Linked DNA regions of Cricetulus griseus: region 1 is linked to region 2. The links are chromatin contacts, called in public Hi-C maps. All regions are on one chromosome and are shown on one strand. Each heading gives the region's core, a stretch centred on a gene start, on an enhancer-like site or on the middle of the called end of the contact. The rest is flanking DNA. Distances are from core to core; before and after follow the strand shown.

Evidence for each region. Hi-C and Micro-C count contacts between places; a contact is called where the count stands out from the background.
Region 1: a Hi-C map of the CHO-K1 cell line shows a contact between it and region 2, with 2.3 times the contacts expected there. The contact joins the promoter of Bzw1 here to the enhancer-like site in region 2. A contact is called at or near these places in 2 of 8 Hi-C or Micro-C datasets (the CHO-K1 cell line and fibroblasts).

Annotation. Positions count from the first base shown.
Region 1 is chr2:412,782,428-412,789,526 of CriGri-PICRH-1.0, reverse strand. It overlaps Bzw1 (basic leucine zipper and W2 domain-containing protein 1), which reads right to left and starts at 4,335. Exons shown (of 12, transcript XM_027396940.2): 1 at 4,185-4,335; 2 at 3,077-3,150. The coding sequence starts at 3,140.
Region 2 is chr2:412,716,335-412,723,862 of CriGri-PICRH-1.0, reverse strand. It overlaps LOC100759157 (aldehyde oxidase 2), which reads right to left. Exons shown (of 35, transcript NM_001292060.1): 16 at 6,894-6,986; 17 at 5,776-5,945; 18 at 4,921-5,035; 19 at 2,650-2,772. Among named protein-coding and RNA genes, the nearest start is that of Bzw1, 65 kb to the left of the region's middle. Within about 2 kb of position 5,987, at least 4 of the 6 cell types and tissues checked have open chromatin away from gene starts, as enhancers often do. A contact at or near this core is called in the CHO-K1 cell line and fibroblasts, where this site is marked.

The sequences.
Region 1 (7,099 bases), core at 3,086-5,585, 67 kb before region 2:
TGACAGGAGAAACATTAGTTTAGACACCTCAGTGTCCCTCCTGCAAGTTCAAGGCAGGATGACCTACCTGGTCAATACCATGTGGCTACTCCAATTCTGTAAGCTGAAGTGCTGGGCTTCCTGCTCCCACTGTCACCAAACTGCTCTAATGAACACTAATCTATACCAGCCATTGGTGGTACAAGCCTTTTATTCCAGCACTAGGAAGGTAGAGGCAGGTGGACCTGAGTTCCAGGCCAGCCTGTTCTATCTAGTGAGATCCCGTCTGAAAAACAAATAAAAACAAAACCCCTTAAACCTTTCTCTGAAAATTTGCACTCAAGTTCCCCGTCCCCAGGGTTATAGTTATCTGCCTAAACTTGCACTTCCATGTGCTACAGAACTGAGTACAGAGCTTTATTAGGTTGATACAGTGTCTTCCTAACTGGTATCCATTTTATTAAGACATTCTCTCACTGGATCTAGAGCTCACTGATTTGGCTAGACTGGCTGGGATCCACTGGCCTCTGCCTCTCCACGCTGAATCACAAACATGAGCTGCTATGCCTGGCTTTTATGTGGCTAACAGGGATCAAATGCAAGTCTTCATGCTTGTGAGGCAAGCACTATACTCAGCTCTTCAGTCCCTTTTTTGTTTGTTTTTGAGACAGGGTCTCATTTGCCTCAGGGTAGCCTATAACTCACTATGACTTTCAATTTATGATCCTTCAGCTTCCATATCAGCTCTGGAACAGATCCTAGGGCTCTATACATGCTAGACAAGCACTCTAACAAACTACATCTTTTTCTTTTGTTTTTTCCTGAGACAGGGTCTCTACTAGCCCTGGATGTCCTAGAACCCACTATGTAGACCAGCCTGGCCTTGAACTCAGAGACCTGCCTGTCTGTACCTTCAGAGTACTAGGATTAAAGGTGTGTGTCACCATTGCCTGGCTGTTTTGTGTTTTTTTTTTTTTTTTTTTTTTTTTTTTTTGAGACAAGGTTTTACTATGTAGCTGTATGTATGACCATATCACTCTTATCCAGAAGGGAAATCAGAGAATTATATAACTGGAAGACTATATTGTCTAGTAGCTCAGAGCATGTGCCCTTAAGTCAAAACACCTGATTGTTGGGCTGGGCATGGTGACACACACCTTTAATCCCAGCACTTGAGAGGCAAAGGCAGGATATATGAGCTTGAGGCTAGCCTGGTCTACACAGTGAGTTCCAGAGGTCCTACCTCAACAAACAAAACCCACAGTAATGAAACCCTAGTTCCCCCTATATCCTGTGCATCTATGCAACTAGTCACTTTCCTCTTTTAAATAGTAAATGCCTACGAGGATGTATGTTTACCACGTGTGTGCCTGGACTCTGAGGAGGCCAGAAGTGGGTACTGTATCCCTGATATTGGAGATACAGGCAGATGTGAGCTGCCTGGTGTGGATGCTGGGACTCAAACCCAGATACTCTGCAAGAACATCAACTGCTCTTAATTGCTGAAGCATCTCTTCCAGGAACAAACAAGCCATTTTCAGTACCTATAAATCTTACAAAGTAACATGTACCTCATAGTTTCTGTGGTTACTAAATACAAGGCAGCAGCACACAGCCTTTACTGAATTATCTAATCCTCACATTCTCTAGGGCTTCACATGATAGGCAAGTGCTCTGCCACTGATGGGCACCCCAGCCCTTTGTCTTGCTTTGTCAATTTATGTTACATGATGATATTTGAATTTTCACTTTTGTCAGCTGAAGCCAGACAATACTTGATTTCTTTACACACAACTAGAGAGAAATTATTTTTTCAAAGATTTAATTTTACTAAAAGTCCTGTTTTCAAAACTCCCTTAAGTCAAAGCAAACACATATTTATACCCTGAACCAGGAGGCCAGGAGATTCTTTTTTTGGTTTGTTTTTACTTTTGGGGGGGGGGGGCTTAAAGACACTCCATTATGCCACACTATACCAAGCATAAAAGACCTTTACCTGGATTTAAGGAAGTGACACTTCCCAGATGCTAATGATAAAAGTTACTTGTTACTATAATTATATCAAGATGATGCCAGGAATCCACGGAACACACAGAATACATACTTTTCTTCTTCTTCTTCATTATTATTATTGTTTGTTTTTTCCAGACAGGGTTTCTCTGTGGCTTTGGAGGCTGTCCTGGAACTTGCTCTGGTAGACCAGGCTGGTCTCGGACTCACAAAGATCCGCCTGCCTCCCGAGTGCTGGGATTAAAGACGTGTGCCACCACCACCCCACTGTTTTAGTTTTTTGAGACAGGGTTTTCTGTGTAGCGCTGGCAGTCATGGAACTCGATTTGTAGACCAGGTGTCCTTGAACTCAAGAGATCTGCCTGCCTCTGCCTCCCAAATGCTGGGATTAAAGACAATAGTTCTAGGTTCAATCCCCAAGTTGGATTGCCAGTAGAAGCTCAGGCCTTTAATCCCAGCACTTGGAGGGCACTGGAGGCCAGACTGAGCTACAATCTGAGAACCTTAAAGAAAGAAAATTACAACGTGAACTGTATTCTACAATTTCATAAAATCTGATTTTTCTCCCACACATCTTTTCCAAGACCTAGAGTATGTTAGACAATCTATCAATGAGCTCCCCTTTCATAGATCTCCATAAAATCTTGGTGAAACTACCGATTTAAGGAGTGCCCCCCTTTGTTTTAGCCTTCTTGGTTCAAACAAACTCTGGTACATGCCTTTCATCCCAGGAGGCAGAAGTAGGCAGATCTCTGTGAGTTCAAGGCCAGTTTAGTCTACAAAATGGGTTCCAGGACAGTAGTCAGAGCTGTTACAGAGAAACCATGTCTTAAACAAAGAACCCTATCATCTTAAAAGCACAGCTTTTTCCTTAGCCACTACTTTTCACATTAAAAGGAATACTGATACTTAAAAAGTGAAGACTTAAGAAAACAGTAGAAACAAGTTGTGTCATCTGAAATAGCAATCAACTAGAAACCCAAGTTTCTGTTATTTTCTCTCTTGAAGGTTTAGTAACATGCAGCTGACTGTGAGAGCAACCAAGATACAAAACGTCTGAAAAGTTAAGGGAGATACAAATAATTACCTCTTTTTCTGGTTTTAAAACGCTGGCCTGATAGCGTTGGTTTTTGCTGCTTTTGATTATTCATAAAAGACACCCTAGGGGAAAAAAAAACAAAACAGAAACAGGGTCTTAAAAGCCATCTGTGACAGTAACGTTAAATTCTAAAACAAAGTATCAAACCTTAAGTCAAAATCACAACTCATCAAACCCAAAACACTTTCCGTTCACAGGCAGCAGAGGCAATGCAGGTTAAGTGTCCCTCTACAAGAGCCCCTTAAACGAAATAAGTCCTGGAACTACACCTCGCTATGACATTACACTGTCACCCTGTCTGGTGGCAAATCGCCTACACAAGCCTAACTGCTCAGTCTCTTCTACCCTGCCCTTTGCATCGCCCACTTCTTCTAAGTAGCCAGAACTCAGCGGACTGTCACGGACCGCCACGAGCTAGCTACCTATCCATCCAAGGGAGTCCCTCCTGAACAGGAGCACCGCCCTCACTCCAAAGTGGCGCCTGAGCTTGCACCCTTCCAAGCTGCAAAACCCAGAGCTGGCCGCAAACGCTACAGCCCAAGCCGCCGCCGCAGCCGCCGCCTCCTCCTCCCCGGGGCACGCGTCTCCGCATCCACACCCTTTCCCGTGCCTCCCGCCTCGGAGGGTCCGACTGACGGGCCCCAGCGCGCCGTGGGTCCTTCTCCACTGACCCTGTCGCCTGCGGTGGTGGCCGCCGCGCCGAGCGGACCACAGGCGCCGAGGCGCTGCGCGCCGGGGCCCCCGCCGCCCCGTACATCCGCCCGCCCTCCGCGAAAGCAGCGGCGGAGGCGGCGGCCGGGCGGTGGTGGCGGCGGCTGCGCCCCGCCCGCCGAACCCCCCACGCGTACATCACCCAACAGAGGCCGCGGCGGCTTTGTTACCCAGGCCGGCGGGGCGCACACGGGGCGCGCCGCCACCCCGGCGCCCCGCGGGCCTCGCGCCCGCCCGCCCGCCTGCCCGCCCGCCACAGCGGCGGCCCCGGCCACGAATCCAGGCCCCGGGCTCCGCCGGCCCCACCGAACCGCGCCGCCACCCTCGCTCTCCGCCGGGCCCCGGAGCGCCGCCAACCCCCGGCCCTGCGCCGCACTCGCCTCACCGAATTTAAGGCGAAGAGAAAAGAGCCAGAAATCCCCGAGCTGGCGGCAACTGCGGCGCTGTCTCCTCTGCGACCGGAACTAACGCGAGCAGAAGAGGAGGAAGAGGCGCCACCCCCGCCCGGCGGCCTGCTATCGCGAGATTTCTCCTCTGCGCCAGTTCGCACCCGGCCTGCCGGGGACGCGGGGTGGCAGCCGGGGTACCGACGACCTCGGCGGGGGTAGGACTCTTTAAGCCGCTTTGAAGCCCTAGGCTGCCCGGATTCTCGTACCCGGGAAGCTCATCTGTCTCTCCTCCCCCGCCGCATCCTCCGGCCTCTCCGCCCGGGGCGGGGGTGAAAGGCTGGAGCCGCCCCTCGACCTGGCGCGAGTTGGACCCGTCCGCCCCGTCCCGGGGGTGGGGGGAGCTGGGCGGCGAGCGTAAAGGCCGGGGCCGCGGGAGGGCTCTGTTGGGCCCCGGCAGGTCCCCCACTCTGTCTGCCTGGCCGGGGTCCTCTGCAGCTGGCTGGGCCTCTATGCTCTGCGGGGCCGAGGGCAAGTGTGACCCCTGCCTGCCCCCAAGCCTTACAAGCGGTGCCTGTCCCCAGACTGTGGTGGACTGCGGACTTGTTAAAACAGATTGCGAGGCCCCCCTCCCCGCAGAGTTTGTAATTGGTCCTGCTGCAGGACCCAAGAATGAGCCTTTATCACAGAGTCTCCGAGACGCAGGTATTGCCAGTGGAGAGGGGCCACACTCTGAGGACCTGCAGAAGGTGTATATTCTTGGGGACATCACATAAAACTGCGCCGGCACCCTGTTTGTGCCCTTTTCGTCTGCTTCCTCGATCTCCTACCAGAGAAACCCTGACATCGGGATTTGTCCTTAAAATCACCTTCCCGTCCCAACCTCCCTTTCTTAACCATACATATCGGTAAAAAACCAGTGTGTATTTGTTAATCACCTTCCTAACGCTCTGACCGCTGCCTTCGCCTACAGACTTACACGGAAAATTACTTATTAGAGTTGTTTCCTGAAGTTATAGGAAAATCCTGGCATTCTTAGTCTTTGCCCTCCTTGCCTTGTAATGTTTAGTGTGTTCCAGGTCTTCTTAGAACCTTGCTCTGGGTATTCGGGTCACTCAGTAGCCGACCCCCGTTTCTGTGCCTACACCTTCAATCTTCCTTACTCATACATACAAAGTGCCTGTGTTCTTGGGGACTTAACGTTTACTACATTTAAAGGGGTTTTAGATTCACCTCTAAGTCATTAAGCTGCACTTTCTTGGATCTAGGCACTATCCCTTTCCAAACTGAAGGAATAGGAAGAACCTGACCTCTTGGAGATACTACTGCAGGTAGCCAGTGGGACTGAACTTTGGTGGCACCTGGGAAGTCTGTGGAGCATAGGTGGAAAGTGATGGGAGTCAGGGCATTTCTTTTGAAGTCTTATTTTTCATAGTCTGTGTCATAGACTACCATTTCCCCATATTATTTTTGTTTCTGATTTGTTAAGAGTACAATATTTAACTAAAGAGCTGTGTTTGTATTGTGTGTGAGAGACATTCTCCTAAGCACTTTATTCAGTGTATTGAATTCTTGAGACTGCCTTACGACCTTGACACTATTGTTAGTTTTCTCTTGTTGGGAAAAGAAGGCACCAAGGTCAGTTAACTTGTCCAAGGTCATATAGAACTGTTAGTGGAAGAGCTAGCTCAGTTGGAACCCGGCAGTCTGGCTCCACCAGTATAATGAACTGCCTGGTTAAACGAGAGCTAGAGCCAGAGATGACAAGTTAGGGAGGCCCATAAAACTTGATCTGCATTTGTCAGATCATATCCTGTCTTTGTCTTTTTTTTTAAATTTATTTTTATTTTGTGAGCATTGGTATTTTGCCTACATGTTTGTCTGGAGTTACAGGCAGTTGTGAACTGCCATGTAGGTGCTGGGAATTGAACCCAGGTCCACTGGAAGAGCAGCCAGTGCTCTTAACTGCTCAGCCATCTCTCCAATTGTCCTTACTTTGTATTTTTAAGACATAGTCTTGATATGTTGCCAAGGCTGGCCTTGAACTGGCAATATTCCTACATCAGCTTTTCAGGTGCTAGGCACCAGTCACCAAGCCTAGTTGATTTATGTTTCTGTTCCCCCTAACTCAATGGGGCTTCCTCATAGTACTCTTTCTTTCTTCACACTTCCAGGTGATCTTCCTTAATGTAGCCCACTTTCTTTCTCATTAGTGTTTACATTCCTTCATGCAAGGCCACAGGAATACCATTTTTCCACCTTTACTTCCTATACCATTGATAGCTTTTTATTGAGTCCTTACTCCATCTCAAGCAGTGAACAATCCTTGATACTAAACTAAACTCATACTAAAGTTAAAAGGTTATGTTCATTAAAAACTGAAACATGACTTGGGGGATAACTGTGTGGGTAAAATGTTTTCCACATACTATGAGGACTAAAATTCAAACTTTCAGAGACCACATAGAAGTCGGGTGTTCATGGCAGTCCACCAGTGCAGGGCAAATGGAGGAAGGGAGTCCCTGGAGCAGGGTGGCCAGCCAGCCAAACCACATATTCAAGTTCCATGTTCAATTGAGAGATTCTGCTTTGCCAAGTGTGGTAATACACTCCTTTAATCCCAGTGTTCAGGAGGCACAGGCGGGGTGGTAGCCTATGAGATCCAGGACAACCTGATCTACATAATGAGTTTCAGTCAGCCAGAATTACACAATGAGACCCTGTGACCTTTCAGGAGTAAGAGAGATTGAGATATCTCAGAAAATGAGGTAGAAAATCCAGCCATCCACACCCATGTACATACATACACTCAGGAACATGTACGTATGCAAAACACTAAAACATACTCAAACATTCCCTATTACAGAAACAATCTCGTTTCCTGATTCATATTCTTGGGTGGGAGGGAATATGG
Region 2 (7,528 bases), core at 4,738-7,237:
TGGGAATTGAACCCAGGTCCTCTGGAAGAGCAGTCAGTGCTCTTAACCACTGAGCCATTTTTCCAGCCCCCCGACTTCTTAAAACAATGGAAAATATACATCACATTTGAGATTTTTACTTTTTCTTTTGGTTTTTCAAGAGAGGGTTTCTCTGTGTAGTCCTGGCTGTCCTGGAACTCACTTTGTAGATCAGGCTGGCCTCAAACTCACAGAGATCTGTCTGCTTCTGCCTCCCCAGTGCTGGGGCTAGAGGCATGTGCCACTATGGGCTGGCAATTTTTACTTTATTAACTAACACTTTGTCTTAATTAGGGTTACCATTGCTGAGATTAAAGGCTGTGACCCAAAGCAAGCTGGGAGGAAAGGGTTTATTCTGTTTACACTTCCACATCACTGTTCATCACTGAAGGAAGTCAGGGCAGAAACTCAAACAGGGCAGGAACCTGGCGTCGGGAGCTGATGCAGAGGCCATGAAGGGGTGATGCTCGCTGGGTTGCTCCCCTTGGCTTGCTCAGCCTGCTTTTTTATAGAACCCTGCACCACCAGCCCAGGGATGACACCACCCACAAAAGGCTGAGCCCTTCCCCATCAATTGCTAATTAAGAAATGCCCTACAGGCTTGCCTGCAGGTTGATTTTATGGAGGCATTTTTTTCTTATTTTTTTTCCAGTAAATTTATTTGTTTATTTATTGATTCCACATCCTGGCCACAGCTTCCCCTTCCTCCTCTTCTCCTAGTCCCTTTCCCCCCCCTCCCCTCCCCTCCCCCAATCTGCTCCTCCTCCATTTCTGTCCAGGAAAGAACAGGTGGAAGCATTTTCTTAATTGAGGTTCTCTCCTCTCCACTGACTGTAGCTTGTATCAAGTTAACATAAAAGCATCCAGCTTACACTTCAACCTTAACAAGTCACAGTGGCAAACACAGAAATATGCTTATTGCCATGATGTTAGTGTGTCAAAAGACACTGGACCTTCTGATGAGATGTGCTATATGGAGTGAGCACTGTAAGCCAGAGACTTACAAGTCTCTCTTTGTAGCCTTGATTCTCCTGGAAATTACTGTGTAGATCAGGCTGATCTCTAACTCACAGAGAGATCTACCTATCTCTGCTGCCCAAGTGCTGAGATCAAAGACATGTGCCTTCATGCCATGGCTGGGAAATGTTCTTAATGGTGTTAGGGGTACCTGTTCTCATTCCTTTTGCTGTCTGGAATGTAGCTTTAGTGGCCAACGCTTCAGTAGCTATTTTTGAAAAAGCTGTGACCTGCAGAATGGAAACCATACATTACAGAGACTGGACAGAAGGATCTGGATTCCTGACACACAGCTCACAAGCTATGGCTTGTGTCCCAGCCTAACTCCCAGGTCAGCAGACTTGAGAGGTGGGTCTGTGAGGGTGATTAGGTCACAGGGACTCTGCTCTTATGGGTGGGTTATTGTAATAACTGCAGTGGAATAGCTTTGCTATGAAAGTGAATTTCTCTCTGTTCCTTATTCCCTTCCCCTTCTGTCTTCCGGAGTCATGCGTGATAGATACAGCCTTCCAGTTTAATAAATTCCTGTTTATTATACATTACCCAGTCTCGGGGATTCTGTTATATTAGCACAAAACATACCATATAAACTGTATAAGCAGATATTACAGACTACCCTACCATATAAGCCTCAGACTGCTCATGTCCAGTCTTTTTTCTTGTCTTTTGTCAGTAGGCAAGCATTTAGCACTTAGTTCACTGAGCTATACACCCATCTTTCTTTTATGTTTTGTTTTGAGTCAGGATCTCACTAAGTTGCTTAGGTGCAGTTCATCTGCCTCAGTGGGCCACACAGCCAGAACCAAGGCCCCTTTCACTAGGTCTGGCTACTTCTAGGCTTTTGAATGCGACAGAGAAACTTCTACGCTGATTGTTTTTTCCTGCTTCTTGGAGCCAAAATAATTTCATCTCATACAAGTAATATCTTCTGGAGCAAAATGATTTTTCCAGAGCAAGCAAATGCCAAAGGGGGGAAAAAGGTTCTGAGTTAGTCTTCTACTATTAAGATATTTGCAAAGATGCTTTTGACTTTACAATTTTTTAAAGATTTATTTTTATTTTATGTAGGAAGCCGGTTCCTGCATTATAATGCTGCCTGAAGACACCAAGGTGTGAATTACTTCACAGGCGCTGGGTAATCTCCATTCCTTTGATCTCTGCCTATCCCGTGGCTCATTTTAGCCTGAGGAGCTAAAGCCATTCATAGGGTAATACGTCCCAGGCGGCTGGTCAGCCTTTTATAAGGGATGGTTTTCTTGGTTCAAATGTCTCCACTCTGGTAAAATGCATTAAAGCTTGTCTGCAGAAGGATCCGAGTGTCCTGCGTGTATTTCTTGCTGGCGAGGAATACAGAGCGGGCGCGGGACAATTTTATGTGTATGAGTGTTTGCCTGTATATAAGTCTATGCATGACACACATGCTTGATATCTGCAGAAGCCAGCAGCCAGTCTTAGATCCTCTGGAACTGGAGCTTCAGATGGCTGTGAGCCAGCATGAAGATGCTGGGAATAGAACCTGGGTCTTCTGCAAGAGCATCAAGTGCTTTTAACCACTGAGCCATCAATCCAGCCCAACTTTACAATTTCAGAGGGAGACTGACTGGCCCTTCTTACCTTGATGGTGAAAATCACAGGTTTCAGATCCTCATAGGTGATTTTTATCTTTTCAGTTGCTCGTTTTGCCTGAACATCAGTCTCTGCAACCACGGCACAGATGACCTGGCCCACACAGTGCACCTGTAGAGTACATACACAGCAGACAGAGAGCCAGGGGGATGGATCAGTGTGTAATGGTGCTCTCTGTACAAGCCTGTGGACCCGAAGTCCATCCCTGGAACCCATGTAAAGGCCGGTGGAGAGAGAAACAACTCCATAAAGCTGTCCTCTGACCTCCACATCTCCCACACTCTGCTCCATAATAAAAATAAATAAACTAATTTAAATAACTTAAAAGCAAACAGAATAGAAGCCAAGCTCAACTACACCCATGGTTGGCATCTTAGATGTTCTTATTGAACAGAAATAGCCATACCGGAGTCACATGTACTTGGGTAAAAATTTAAAAATAATAATAAAAAAAGAAGGCTTGCATTATACCCAGTGGTATAGCACTTGCCTAGCATGTGGAGACCCCTGGTTAGACCTCCAGCACCACACACAAAAAGTATGTATTATACAGTTTCACTCACTGGTCACTATACTCAGAAAGTATAAGTCCCAGAGATTGACTATAACATGAACCAGTTGAGTCCCCTGTCATGTTGTGTTTACATGCATCCTCCATCCTGTCACTTAAGAGCTTAATGTGTAAATGTGTGGCCTCTGTTGTCAAGTGACTGAACTTCCCAACCCCTTACTATGAGATTGCATTTGTTGGCAGGATCTCCACATAGGTTATTAACGTTGAGTGAGTGAGGCCATAAGAGTGGGGCTCTGTGCAATGTGACTATTGAGCCTATGAGAGAAGGAACAGAGAAAATGCAAAAGGAAGACAATGCAAAGGCAGCCATCAGCAAGCAAGAAGAGATTCTGCAGAGGGAGCCAGACCTGCTCACACCATGGCCTGGGCTCAGCTCCAGAACTATAAAAATCCATTTCCATTGTTTCAGCCTCCACCTTATGTACTTTTTTTGTGAGATGTATTTATTTTTACTTTATGTGGTTTGCCTTCATGTGTCTGTTGTGTAGCACATGCATATAGTGCCCACAGAGACCAGAAGAGGGCATTGGATACTGGGAACAGGAGTTACAGATAGTTGTGAGCTGCCATGTGGGTGCTGGGAATGGAACTCAGGACCTCTGGAAGAGCAGCCAGTGCTCTTAACCACTGAGGCATCTCTCCAGGCCATGTTTAGGTGGTTTTATTATGGCAGCCCCCAACAGACTGAAAAATGACAGTCAACCTCTTCTGATGAATTAAAAAACAAGCCCCCCCCCCCAAAAAAAACAACAAATAAAACACAAAACCCCACTGGTCTCCTTCAAGGCTGGAGGAGAGAGTGTGTGGATTTGCCTGAAATGTGATAATGGCCAGCACTTAGTGAGTCTTCATATGCCAGCCGCTGTCCTGGGTACCTTGAGTGTATTCACTTGTTTAACTCACTGTGATACAATGAGGTATGTTGTGATCATTCCTCCATTAAAGGTGGTGGACTTGAAAGGCTCGCAGTAGGTGGGAATGCTGGAACAGAAGCTGAGGTGCTTTAGTGGTCAGTAAATGATTGTTGAATTTGAATTTGAATGACAAGGCCAAGACCACTTAATAAACATAAAGCTAGGCCGGGCATTGGTGGCGCACACCTTTAATCCCAGTACTCGGGAGGCAGAGGCAGGTGGATCTCTGTGAGTTCGAGGCCAGCCTGGTCTCCAGAGCGAGTGCCAGGATAGGCTCCAAAGCTATACAGAGAAACCCTATCTTGAAAAAAAAAAACAAAAAACAAAACAAAACAAAAAACAAAACAAAACCCCCCAAATAACAACGACAACAAAAAACATAGAGCTAGTGAAGGAAAGTGAGACCTGGTGGGAGCTCCATATAAGAGGGTGTGGCTGTGGTCCTCCCCCACCTCCTTTCTAGATCTTTCTAGAGCATTCTATCCTAATATAGATCAGTTCCATACATTTACTCTTCAGATAAGTTCAGATAAATGAACTCAAAGGCACATAGTGGCTGAATCAGGTCTATAATTAGTTTTTGTTTAATATGTTATTTCCTAATTTCAGAAAGGCAAGGTTAATAGAGGCACTGGGGTAGAGAGCAGCTAGGGTCATGGCACTTCTACACCTCCATGGTAGAAAAAAACTGGGAGGCAAGGACAGTTGACTGACAGGGGTCCTTGGGTGACTACTTTCACAGGCGTCTGAGAAAACACGTCCCATTCATACCTCATCTACAGCCAGTAATTTGTCATCGTCATCACCATTGGTGCCTGGAATGTCTTCAGCTGTAATAACATCAACCACACCAGGTAGGGTAAAGACCTCAGATGAATCAATTGATCTGAACACAGGAGACATTTAAGAAGGAGACATCAGCAAATTTTGAGGGTCTCAGACCCAAGGGAAAATGGGATGTAGTTGAAAATAAAAATATGTAGCAACGAATCCAGTTGGGCAACCAGAGTGGACCTGCCATGGAGTAGACTCCAGGAGACCTGCTGCAGGACCGGGAGGTAACACTTCAGCTGCTGCAGCCGGCATTGAGACAGGTCCCCTTTGGAAGTGTGTGGCAGTATTTGTTTCCTAATCAATAATGAAGCTGGTGTTTCAGTGTAGCAGAGTGTCTCTGAGTCACACATGAGGCTGCAGGGGGGTTGAAGTTTTATGACCTTGGAGAGCAAACAAAAGTACCATAACTTTTTATTTTTTTGAGACAGAGTCTCGTGTAGTCCACCTGGGCCTGGAACTAGCTATGTAAGTGAGGATGATCCTGAACTTCTGATCCTCTTGCCTCTACCTGCTGGGATTACAGTGGTTTACATGTGTGCTGGTTTTACATGGTGCTAAGGATTGTACCTTAGGCTTTGTGCATGGTGTTCCAAAGTGTTCCAGAACTCTACCAACTGAGCTGTATCCCTAGTGCCTACACCCTCCCCCGGCTCTCAAGATGGTCATTTCTAGATATACTCTCTTCCTTATGGAACTCTTTGGGCCAGGACATTGCAGAAGAGGGCACAGTCCTTTGAAGCAACCCCTAGGTATACCTTTAAAAGGTTTTTTGAAAAGCTTTGCTTTACTTACATGATTTTTGCATGAGCCCTGGTACTGGTCACTAAAGCCATGAAAAGTTCTTTATCCACCCTGGGGATGTCATCACAAAATATGGCTTCCCCTGTGGCATGTTTAAGACCTGACAGATGCATGATGGGACGTCCAACTGGATCTTGGAGAGGCTGATGAGGATCCACTCTCTATAGAGAAAGACAGAGTTAGTCCAGAAACCTTTCATCTTGGGTGGTCTGGGTGACTCAGCAGGCAGTTCCATTGGGCAACAAACACTGGAGCTGGTCAGAGGATGAGCATGACCATTTCATGATGTAACTAGAATACAGAATTGTCATTTCTGTTTGGTGGCAATGTCTCTGACAGGCCAACATTTTGACAGAACGGTGAAGTAGGTGAAAGGACTCTTTAGTTCCTGCATTTGTGGTACCCTGAGCTCCTTTGTTCCTGACAATTTAGGTCTCTCTGTCCTGCTTGCTCACTCTTCCAATGGCAAACCTGCTCATGCCAATCATTCTGATGAGGCCTAGAGTGATACAGCGTGCCCCACAGCGACCGACCAAAATCTGAGTGAGAACTCTAAGTGTGACTCACCAGGGCCTCTGGCAACAGGGTGGGAAGGAATGGGAACAGAATCCTCCAGATGCAGACTGATTTCGAAAGAGTTTATTCTGGAACTTTTCTCTGAGGCTGCAGTGGTGTGTGTGTGTGTGTGTGTGTGTGTGTGTGTGTGTGTGTGTAGAGGAGCAGAGGATGGGGAGGGCTGTGTACCAGCAAGAACAGCTCATTTCTAGACTGTCCTTCTGACCAGCTTAGTCACTTGCAAGCCTCTTGTTTACTGACTGGAGATTAAACATACACAGTTTGGACTGAGTCCCTGGACTCTGCTACTCTTCTGGGTAGGTATTAAACAAACGCCCCAAAAATATCACATTAAAGTGACAATGACTGTCTGCTGGAAAACCACTCTGGCAGAGCAGTCCTGTGCTCCTCTAACACCTGCTCTTGGGGTTGAGAACCTCCTGATTAGAAACACTTAGAAAGAACTGAAAATCACCCCTGTGAATAGCTTGCTTGGTCCACACAGCTCCAGCTTATCTCTCAGGATAGGTTTCAGTGAAATCAAACTCACTGACCTGGTATGTTTGGACTCCCTGGGGTAGTGTGACCTGGAAATCTTCCAGAGCGCTCAGGAACCGGTCTGCAATCACTGGATAATGCTGGCTGTCCTGGAATGGCTCAGCACAGTGAGAGAGACTGGTTAGTCTGGATCAAGTTGGGTTTGGGTTATGTAGAATGACTCCTAGTGCACTGCGGGGTGGCCTAGTTACCCCTCCCCCCAGAGTTTCACTTTTTTGTGACCCTGGTGCCCCCTCACCCCCTATGCAAGCAAGGGCTTGGATGACTGGCTAGATCTGATCTTCATGTCCCTGGAGGGAAAGGTCTGCTAATGAGCTAGGAGATTGTGTGTGTGTGTGTGTGTGTGTGTGTGTGTGTGTGTGTGTGTGTGTGTGTTAGGAAGGCAACTCTAGGCTGAATAAGCCATCCCAGAATAAGCTAGAGACCATGGTTCACAAAATGAAAAAAAAATTCTGAATGCTTTTTCCAGGATCTTTTTTCTAAGGCTGGAAGACTTCTCTGGTGTCCTAACTGAGAAATGAAGGTCTTTGTCTGAAATTCAGAGGTTAGGGACAGTGGCCATGGGGACTGTGGCCATGGGGCAGGAGTGGCTGAGGAACAGAGTACAGGGAAGGATGAGAGCTGTGATTAC